Linked DNA regions of Bombyx mori: region 2 is linked to region 1. A link is a contact called in public Hi-C data. All regions are on one chromosome and are shown on one strand. Each heading gives the region's core, a stretch centred on a gene start, on an enhancer-like site or on the middle of the called end of the contact. The rest is flanking DNA. Distances are from core to core; before and after follow the strand shown. Region 1 holds the start of LOC101746182 (atos homolog protein A). Region 2 overlaps LOC101746182 (atos homolog protein A).

Evidence for each region. Hi-C and Micro-C count contacts between places; a contact is called where the count stands out from the background.
Region 2: a contact with region 1 is called in a Hi-C map of whole pupa, with 6 times the contacts expected there. The contact joins the enhancer-like site here to the promoter of LOC101746182 in region 1. A contact is called at or near these places in 5 of 7 Hi-C or Micro-C datasets (middle silk gland, midgut, posterior silk gland and 1 more).

The regions. Positions count from the first base shown.
Region 1 is chr2:604,467-609,622 of ASM3026992v2, reverse strand. LOC101746182 (atos homolog protein A) reads right to left here and starts at 3,213. Exons shown (of 10, transcript XM_038015586.2): 1 at 2,666-3,213. The coding sequence starts at 2,680. LOC101746326 (testis-expressed protein 9) reads left to right here and starts at 3,321. Exons shown (of 6, transcript XM_012689438.4): 1 at 3,321-3,812; 2 at 4,454-4,796. The coding sequence starts at 3,708.
Region 2 is chr2:650,735-655,890 of ASM3026992v2, reverse strand. It overlaps LOC101746182 (atos homolog protein A), which reads right to left. Exons shown (of 10, transcript XM_038015586.2): 8 at 3,191-3,354; 9 at 1,953-2,191; 10 at 988-1,464. The coding sequence ends at 1,110. Among protein-coding and RNA genes, the nearest start is that of LOC101741103, 35 kb to the left of the region's middle. Within about 2 kb of position 2,085, at least 5 of the 8 cell types and tissues checked have open chromatin away from gene starts, as enhancers often do.

The DNA.
Region 1 (5,156 bases), core at 1,964-4,463:
AGCAAGAAATGTGACGCGCGCCGACGCTAATACGCTTTGCACTTGACCCGGCTGTTGGGAGCTTGACGGACCATCCTTTTCTAACGCTCCGTTTAGATGGAGATAGAGAACTACACCAGATGCGATACAGCACTGCGCTCAGACTTTGTGGACACAATACTACCAGTTTCGTAACCAGACAATTAGAATCTCCATCCAACCCCACCCGGGAAGATAAAGATGAGATCGAAACTATTCCGGTTCCGCAAATCCAGTTTCTTCTTTCTTTCTCGTCATAAGACGCGAGCGACCGGGAGTCTACAGTCGATGACGTCACCGACGACACAGATTACACTTGTTCAACGCATCAAAGAATTGGAGCAACTATACTATTCTTCGATTGAAGGTTAGGAAGGCAATGAAACGAACAAATTAGATCCATCTAAATTAATACATTAGTGAAGAGCTTATAATTGACCGAGTGAAAGTGGGGGTGGCCATTCATATGTACCACCGCCCTGCCTATTTCTACCGTGACGCAGTAATGCGTTTCAGTTTGAAGGGCGGGATAGCCGTTGTACTTTAAAACTTAGATTTATTGCGATGTTGATGTCTAGGGGCTTCAGTAATCATTTAACAATAACTGGACCGTGAGCTCATTCAACCATCTAAGCCAGCCTTTCCCAAAGTGGGCGATAACGCCCCCTTGTGGGCGCTGCAGGCCTAAAGAGGGGCGGTAAGAGACCCAGAAAAAAAAGGGGACGTTATGTAGAGGCTTGGGAGGCGATTTGTAATTTTATCTAGGAGGACTCGTAGACAACTACTGAGCTCTCGCCATAGGGGTTTTAAAGTAGGTGAAAAACTAGGGGCGCTAAAAAATAATTTATTCTCAAAGTGGACAGTAGACAAAATAAGTTTGGGAACCCCTGATCTAAGCAATAAAACAAAATCATAACAAATCGATAGCTCTATTCGATTTACTTTACTAGACTTTACCGAGTGACTCATTGGCAGATTATGGTGGTACCTACCGGTGCTCACAATGGCCCCTACCTGTGATAACACAATAAACGATTGCTTTGCGACAGACTAGCTTCACGGTTACTCCAAAGTGGACCGGAAACGCTCCATCTCTATGGAGCGCGAAGGGCCTCTGCCCTTTGCGACCGAGGCATCCACAAACTAAAGATGTCACTTATGATTCGTCAGTAGCAGCATTCTTGATGACTGCCTTGCACGTTTCCAACACTTGGCTACCAGACGATGCAACCGTATACACCAGCATCTTTTTGTTCCCTACCTTTGCTGATAGCCTTTTTTTTAACTTTATTTAAGGAGATTATTCACCTAGTGAAAATGTCACTCCATTGTGCAACAAAAGATAGTAACAAAAAATTATATAAAAAAATAAAAACTGTTATCGTCTCTACTAACACTATTTTATAAAATGCCGGCCATTTCGGATTCCAGAAAGGCTAATACGCAATTTACACCTCCAACTTGTCGAAAATCTGTACATTTTGCAAAGAATTGTTGTCTCAAATCATCGTTCCGCGCACACTCCATAGCTGATGATAGCCTTGAGAGGCTATTTCAGCTTCGCCCTAACATGTAGGTAAGCTCACGGGGCTTAAACCGGAGTGTTGCTAACACTGGCCCTAGCAAGAGCAGTGCTTCGTAGAATCTACCACCGGATCGGAAACGCGACACACTGAGAAGATCCGGCGAGAAACTCAGTGGACAATCGCCAGCATCACTGCTATAGATCCCGAGCAGGACTACTGTTTTTAATTCACAAGTACTCTAAGGACTTGGTTTACTCCTTAATCTCTGATACTCTTAAATATTAGTTGTAGGGTATGTTACTGCACGGGTGAGTGCCGTCATGTCTCTATTCCTGATATCGTTGTTTGAAGAGTTTGGAGCCATTTTATCAAGGCAGTTGACAGTACGATCTTTTGCCTCAATATAGACAGCGAAGTTCACTTAAACTGTCTACGGGTAGCAGAGTAATAGCAACAGTGAAATCTCCAAGCCTCAACTGTCAATTTTAAATCACCATCTTTACGGAAAATTACGATTGTTTAAAAATATCAGCTTATCGTAAATTTTGACACTATTCTGGTGTGTTGTAAACACGATTCTATAATATTATTAATTTTGCTTCCGTATTCATTTAATATGTACCTTTATTACATTAGCATTGTTAACATTACATATTCATAAAAACATGTAACAATAAAAAAGGAATACTAAATGTGTAATTCATAATTATCAAAAATAAATGAAACAAAAATAAGAAATAACCGAACTTTTATTTAATCGACAACGTCATGGCGCAGCCCTATAGACCTGTCCATTCCTGTATTCGGATTCCGTTATTCATTGGAAAACGAAAAAAGAAACTTGGCCGCACATTGAAAGTTCCTTTGCCTTTGTCGATGCAAAAAAAAAACTAATCAACAGCTGATTTTTCATTTTTTAACTAATTATGATGACACTCCGACCACTTTCTCTTCGACAAAATATGGCTGTATTTAAAAGTTTATAATGTTACAAGTAATGTTAATATTTCACGCAGGCTGTTGTGATAATTATTGTGACGGAAATACGAACTTTGATTGTAACACAAATGCGCAATACACACGTATAACTAAACATATGTTAGATGACCAACTTTACTCACCTTTACGAACGGCATACAACTCGTCAAACTCCTAAATAAAACACCTGGGCTATAATATAACACTTCGGTAATAGTTTCTTTTTCTCTTAAAATACATTATTATACTTTTTGACAGCAGTACGGACGCGGAAACGCTGTCCAAGTTATATTTCAGCGTTTTTTTTGGGGTCGCGCGGACGAGCTTACACGGCTCGATCAGTCAAATTACTAAAATGTCAGCTGTGAGAAGTCCGTTCTCATTGGTCGAATCGATTGAAAATCTGTGATGCACACATTTATTTTCGTTGACCTCTCGCTCTCTCATGGTGTTTCTCTTTCTAAGTTTAATGACCTTGATAGGGTTTTTCAGTAATTTTGAATCATATTTCACCATATTTGTATGGAATTATGTATTTTTTTTAGTTTATTCGTGATATAGTCTAGTCTTTGAAGCACTTTAATCGTTAACTTGCTCATATTGAATCATATGGGAAACAAAGCGATGTGTCAACAATATTTGTATGTGTGCGTTAGGGACAAAGAAAACAATCTATTGACATTTGCAAAATACTCTGATTGGTCTAGATTCACAGCTGTTTTTGACAGTCCAGCTTCCAGCTTCAGTTTCCCAATGCATCAAGAGATGGCAGCACACTCTGACTGACATCAACTAATTCCAAATTTTAAGCTTATCTAAATAGTTTTAGAATGTATAAATATTATGTTAAATATTTTTTTAAAGAATACTGACATGTATTACACCTTTTTTAGTAGGCAAAGGTGGTAAAAAAGACTAAAAACGATTTGAATTGATACGATCCTGTACAGTCAACTGACCAACCTAGTCCATGTAGCTATGGCAACGAAATTGTTTGTTGTGATGTTAAACGGCCAAATAAAATTTCGTATACATCGTAGTGAAACATAATAAATAAGGACTTTTCAAATTAGCAGCATACTGCAATGTCTAAATCCAAATGAAATACAGCAACCAATTTCGAAGTGTCGAGAACTGTCTGAATATCGTTCATTATTCTTTAATTAACTTATTTCATAAGCAAAAATGGATTCTATTAATCTACTAGCCCGTGAAGATGAGTTCAAAAAGCTGAATAAACAACTAGAGAAGAAAAGTGAGAGCTTAATGAAACAAATAGAACTAGTACTGGTATGTATGTTTTTTTTTTTTTTTATGATTGAGAGATTACTGGTGGCCCGGAGGCCTTTCCAGCTTCACCAGGACAGGGGTATGTATGTTTAAAGACGTTAGTATTATTATTATATTATATTTAATAAATTATATTACATATTAGTTAGTATTAACAAAACTATTTAGTAATTAGTTAGTATTATATACCCAAATTCAATGTTTTCTTACCCAGTTTTCTTTTGAGATAAAACTTTTCATATGCCTTAAATGAGCAGAGGAAATAATCTAATGTCAATAATATACCAGTGTTTATTAATAAAACGTAAAAGTGGCTTTAATTGTGTTAAGTTTTCTTACCCAGTTTTCTTTTGAGATAAAACTTTTCATATCCCTTATATGAGCAGAGGAAATAATCTAATGTCAATAATAAACCAGTGTTTATTAATAAAAATGGCTTTAATTGTGTTAACGCCTCGCGGTGACTAAAGGGAATACTAAATAAAATGCATCTTGAGGTGTTAGTGATTAAGGTCGAATGTAAAAACACTGGACGATAATTAATTTACATCATATCAATGTATTCTCTTCCTATATCCCAAAAATAGACATTTCTAAAACAAAAACTCAACAATATTTGATGCATTTACATTTTGTTTCAGCAAAAACCGGATTCATATTCAGAGTTCACAACAACAACAAAGAAACATTCGTGTGATATGCAAAAGCAATTAACACAAACACATGCACATAACGAAACAAGAAATGTTAAAAGTAGATCAAAAATATCAAAGTCAATATCTGAACAACAAGTAAGCAGGTTAATGGATGCTGACGGATCGAATAATGACTTGAATAACGGCCCACAACAAATAACTGTTGCTTCGAATAGTGTTAGAACTGTGTGTGACTGCTGCAACGTTAAATCTAATGATATGGAATTCCTATATGCCTTTGTTTGTGTACATGTTAAAGATAAATTACTACCGCAATCGTATGCAAAAGGTGTGTTGTCTATATTGTGATTATGTTCAATAATAATTAAAGAAATTAATACTTATAAATAGTACCGAGTGCAAGGTTTAGTAGTACCATTGTCAGGTTTTTTTTATTTTATTGCTTAGATGGGTGAACGAGCTCACAGCCCACCTGGTGTTAAGTGGTTACTGGAGCCCATAGACATCTACAATGTAAATGCGCCACCCACCTTGAGATATTAGTTCTAAGGCCTCAATATAGTTACAACGGCTACCCCACCCTTCAAACTGAAACGCATTACTGCTTCACGGCAGAAATAGGCGGGGTGGTGGTACCTACCCGTGCGGACTCACAAGAGGTCCTACCACCAGTGAAAAACGGTACCAG
Region 2 (5,156 bases), core at 836-3,335, 47 kb before region 1:
TCATAAGTAGGAATATATACACATATATATATATATATATATATATATATATATATATATATATATATATATATATATATAAAGGATAAACCTAAATAAATGAAACAAGAAACAGTTAGCTTGATAAAAAAATCTCAAGAATAGACAAATTCGTTTTTTTTTCTTTCACAAATCCCATACTGTAATTTTAGGATTCTCTGTGTTATGGCCACCAGAGACTGATAGTTTTATATGTTGTTTTATAATATTATTTTATTTACATCAAAATACAGTTCAGCCCAGTAAAACTATAGCACAAATTGAGTTGCTCTATAAAGAAAAACAACATTTAAAGCTATTGCTTCATCACTTTTTTTTTATAATTCAATCTTTAAAAACGTTTTAAATATTTCTAATGTTCCTTCTTCTAATGTTTCAATATTCAAATTTCATTTATGTCATCTTTATAACATATTAACCTCTTTTAAGATAAATCGTATAGAGGTTACATATTTATAGATATATAGATAATAAGCACTCAGATATAGAGCAAACAAGCCTGCTCATTCATACCAATGTTTGCCGGATGTGGGAATCGAACCCACGACCCTCGGCGTAACAGTCCGGGGCGCTAATTACTACACTATCAAATCAATGATATTGTTTAATTTGAGACCAATATCAGAAGAGAAACTTTGTCACAATTTTTTTTGGCACCCTAAATGATGAAAAGATAGTAAGTAGTATATGGCCTGTAGAACCCCGTGTTAAAAAGTGCTCTGCTGCAAGTATTTTTTTACTGGTGTTAGGGAATGAGTCCACACGGGTAGGTGCCACAACCCTGCTTACTACCGAGAAGCAATGTGTTTCGGTTTGGAGGGTGGGGTAGCCGTTATATAAAGCTGAGATTTAGAACTCATGAGGCATTCACATTTTTCATGCCTATGGGCTCCGGTAGCTACTTAAGACACATCTAAGCAACTTTTTTATTCAAATAAAACGAAATCAGACAACTCGCATTTTGTTTATATATAAAAAAAAACAAAAAATATATTTATCTTTAATCATACAAGTCTACGCCGCAAGCGCAGCATCCGCTTATAGGGGAGAGGGGACCGTGGCGCGTGACGTCAGCGAGGAGAGTATCTGGGGTTGTCAGGGGCGTACGTGAAACTGCGTAGTTCGAACGCGACCCCATTGTGGTTCTCGTAGCCGAGCTCTCGCGCCCCCCTACGCGCCCCACCGGGGTCCGCGCCGGACCGGGCCCCCCCGGGGTCCCCACAACCGCCGAAAACACGGTTCGGGCCCCGGTCCGGCTCCCCGCGCACCGGTCCGGCGCTCCGGCTGGACGTCTGAGATCTATTCGAGTTCGAGATCGGTCTGAAGATGGAATGTACAGTCGCCGTGTCAACGTCCGCCTTCCTTGACACGAGTATCCGGATGTCCGTGTGCAAATACAGCTTTCCGGATTTTGAGGTCATGAACCTGCGAACGAAAGAGATCTTACTAACGTCTGATCTCAAGAGCGGACAAGAATGAATCGACCGTGTAATGTACTGTTATTCGACGCAGAGAATAGAAAAGAGGATGATTAGGAATTTAGAAGGCAATTACTACATAGGATACTCATATTTTATCGCTATCTCTGTCGCACACCCTTAATTAAATATAATATGTGACATAAAATATTTTCTGATACTTTTTGAAACCCGTTGTATCTATGTACCTATATCTATATATCTATGTAACAGAATCTCTGAACGTGATGTTCACCAACTTACAAGACGTGAGATTGACTTGAAAATGTGCACAAGGGTCAAGGGACCGATAATAATACAATAATTACTTTGGCATCTCTTGACGAAGGTCATCAGGACTTTTAGTTCAGTTGCTTGTATATTTACATACATCATTCAAAGGTATACATAATCAGATTTTGGAACGGAACTCAATTTGGTTTGGCGTCCTCTCACCTGAGATGTATGAGATACCGGAGCCACTTGTAGAGCATGCTGGTGCGCGGGGGCTCCGCCCCGGCAGGCATGTACAGTGTCCTCTGCCGGAGGAAGGTCCTCGCTGAAGGGGGCATCCCGCTCAGCTCGTATAGCACGACGAACATTTTCACGAGGGTCCCGTGAGGGTTAAACAGGGAGACCTGGATGGTCCCCGAGTGAGGTATGCGGTAGCCGCTTGGACCTAGGTTAATGTGACCCTGAAGAATAAATTAAATGTTGTGTGTACATCTGCTTACATACGTCACCCTGCTTTTTTTTCCTACCTAAGCTGATAGCCTTGAGAGGCTATTTCAGCGTAACCTTGACTAGTAGGTGAGCTCACGGGGCTCAAACCTGACGACGTTGCTAACACGAATCCTAGCAAGAGCCGTGCTTCGCAGAATCTACCGCCTGATCGGAAACCCGACCCACTGAGAAGATCCGGCGAGAAACTCAGTGGGTTGTGTCTATGGGTTAATTCACTCGTCGAGCCCTTCGTAGCAGGCGACGGGTTCGATGAGAAAGATGACCGGTGCTTGAGGTACCTAAAAGCACTGTTAGTGTATCCAGAGGATCCGAAATGACGTGTTTTGGGCGACGTCGACTGCTTTCCATTCTGTCCGCAGGATCGGGAATGGCCCGCTCTGCTGTGATCGACAGTGACTTGAGAGATGAAGAGAAAATCTCGACTGGACAAAAGCTGGGACGATGTTGACTCATTTTATTCGGCCAGGTCGCAGTGGCATATTGAGGGGGGGCGGCAAGGGAGGGCATCGTGCGCCGGGCGCTAATCACAAAGGGGCGCCAAATGGTGCACAAAAGCTTTCTTAATTTTTATTGATTTTTAGAAAATATTACACCGGTGCATCGCTCAACACGAATGCACCGGACGTCTTATCCCTCAGGCTACGACGACTTCAGGCATTTCTCAGCTTCTTAATATTATTCCTCCATGAGTTATTCGTGAAATATCAAGTACGCATTCATTCGATTAGATAAACTGATGCCTGTCTGTGGTATTAGAATCTCGAAACAGTCCCATCGCTCGATACAAATTCCGAGCGTCTTACTACAATTCTGGACCTACATGAGGTGTCATGTTTTTTTTTTCCTACCTAAGCTGATAGCCTTGAGAGGCTATATCAGCGTCGCCTTAACTAGTAGGTGAGCTCACGGGGCTCAAACCTGATGACCGGTAGCATGAGGACTGAGCTCACCATATAAGGAGCGTTGGTTCCTCCAGGCGCGTAGAAGAACACGGTGACGGGCAGCCTCCGGTGCGGCGGACACCACGACCCGGACGCGCCCAGCTCGGCGGTGAAACCCTGGACGGTCGCGACGGGCTCCAGTCGACCCTTCAGAGCCGACTCCTCGAAGCTGCCTGGCGATTACCACGGATACGTTTAAAGACATGTAACGTGGATCACGCTGACGGCTTGGCTTATAGGAGCGCTTAGTTTCAGAACCCTGGAGCTTACAATGGATTTAGATTTGACTGCTCTGTGATATAAATGGGCTACGCCAACCCGTATCAATCAATTATTAGGATTGGAATAAGACACGAATCTGTTAGTGGATAAGACTTTTGTTGAAATTTATATCTAAATAATTAACATTAAATACTGCTACCGACATCTGTTGTTGCTAATGTGAAACTAACCTATATTAGTATTTGTATGTTTTATCTTAATATATATAAATCTCGTGTCACAATGTTTGTCCTCAATGGACTCCTAAACCACTTAACCGATTATAATAAAATTCGCACACCATGTGCAGTTCGATCCAACTTGAGAGATAGGATGGTTTTTATTTCGATGAATGGTCGCAATATTTATTAATTAACAATTAAATGATTTCTTATGTTGATTTTTGTTATTAATTGTAAGTTTCATAAGTCTAAAACAGATGGCGCCTTAAATCAGTTTTTACAGACAATTGTTATACTGTGACTTTAATATCTCATAGATGGCGCTGTGCTAAAAATACCAACGTTTCACATAAGCTACAATTTAATGGCATAAGCACCACGTGTTTCTGAGGCTAAAGTATAAGTGAAATTTATTTCGTAGTAAACGCAATACAGTGAAATCCAATTGTTCTTACGTTGTCAATTTTTGGTATTAGCATAGGCGGCCGCGAGTTATTTAGAAACAAAAACCTAAGCCACAGCCACAGCAACGTGTGGCCGGGTCCGCTAGTCTGTATATAATTTTTGAATGAATAGAAACCAGTTCTCACTTGAATCTCAACGTTCTTGTTTTATTAGAACTTTGAATTCGAGACCAAAAATCTGGTTCACCTATACACACCCATCTGTTACAGGGACAAATAATCCTTCGAGAGTTAATGCTCCGTCTACACGTACCGTCTTGACTGATTGTTTAAAAACGCAATTTGTGATAAAAAGAATCATAGAACGGCTCTTCCTCACAAGCAGATCAATACGAGACTCTTTTTATTTATTTATAGTCTAGATCAACGAGCTAACGGTCCATCCGCTGTAAAAGGGCTACCGAAAGCTCATAGCACCAAAACTTGAAAGTGCATCTTCAGACATGAGTTTGAAGTCTCTTTTTCTCTACCTGTTCGCTGGTAGGAACTTAATTTTTCAAGTCGTGAGAGAGCACGGAATAGATAAATAAGGTTGGAAAGGCCTTTGCTCTTTACATTAGAACCAGTGTCGCCGCTTCATCCCCACTATTTTAATTTCTACACATACACATACTGTGATTACAAGTATTTCGCACACAACAAAAACACCCACACATAAATCTCAGGACAGATATTCGTTCGCAAACTAGCACAAAACACCCGTAGGCATACACACTCACACACGCAAAAAGGCAATAAAAATGTTCATACACGCTAGTCATGTCACGCATTAGCCATGTCAAATGTAAATATAGTCGAGAACTCTGTCGATGATTTTATTTCACCACATGGTCACCTCACTATCGACAACTGCACCACGGCCAATCAGGGCAAAGGCCGAAATTTCAAAGATTGAAGTGTAGAGAACGCAATGCATGTAGTACATTGGAAGCTGACTTGGTCATTGCGTTCATTGGGCGAGTACACATCGCGCAATGTATGCTCTTTATAACTTGCTGCAATAATATTGTTAATGTTTGGAATTTCATAATGCTCAGTATATTTTTATGTTTTAGACAAATAATATTG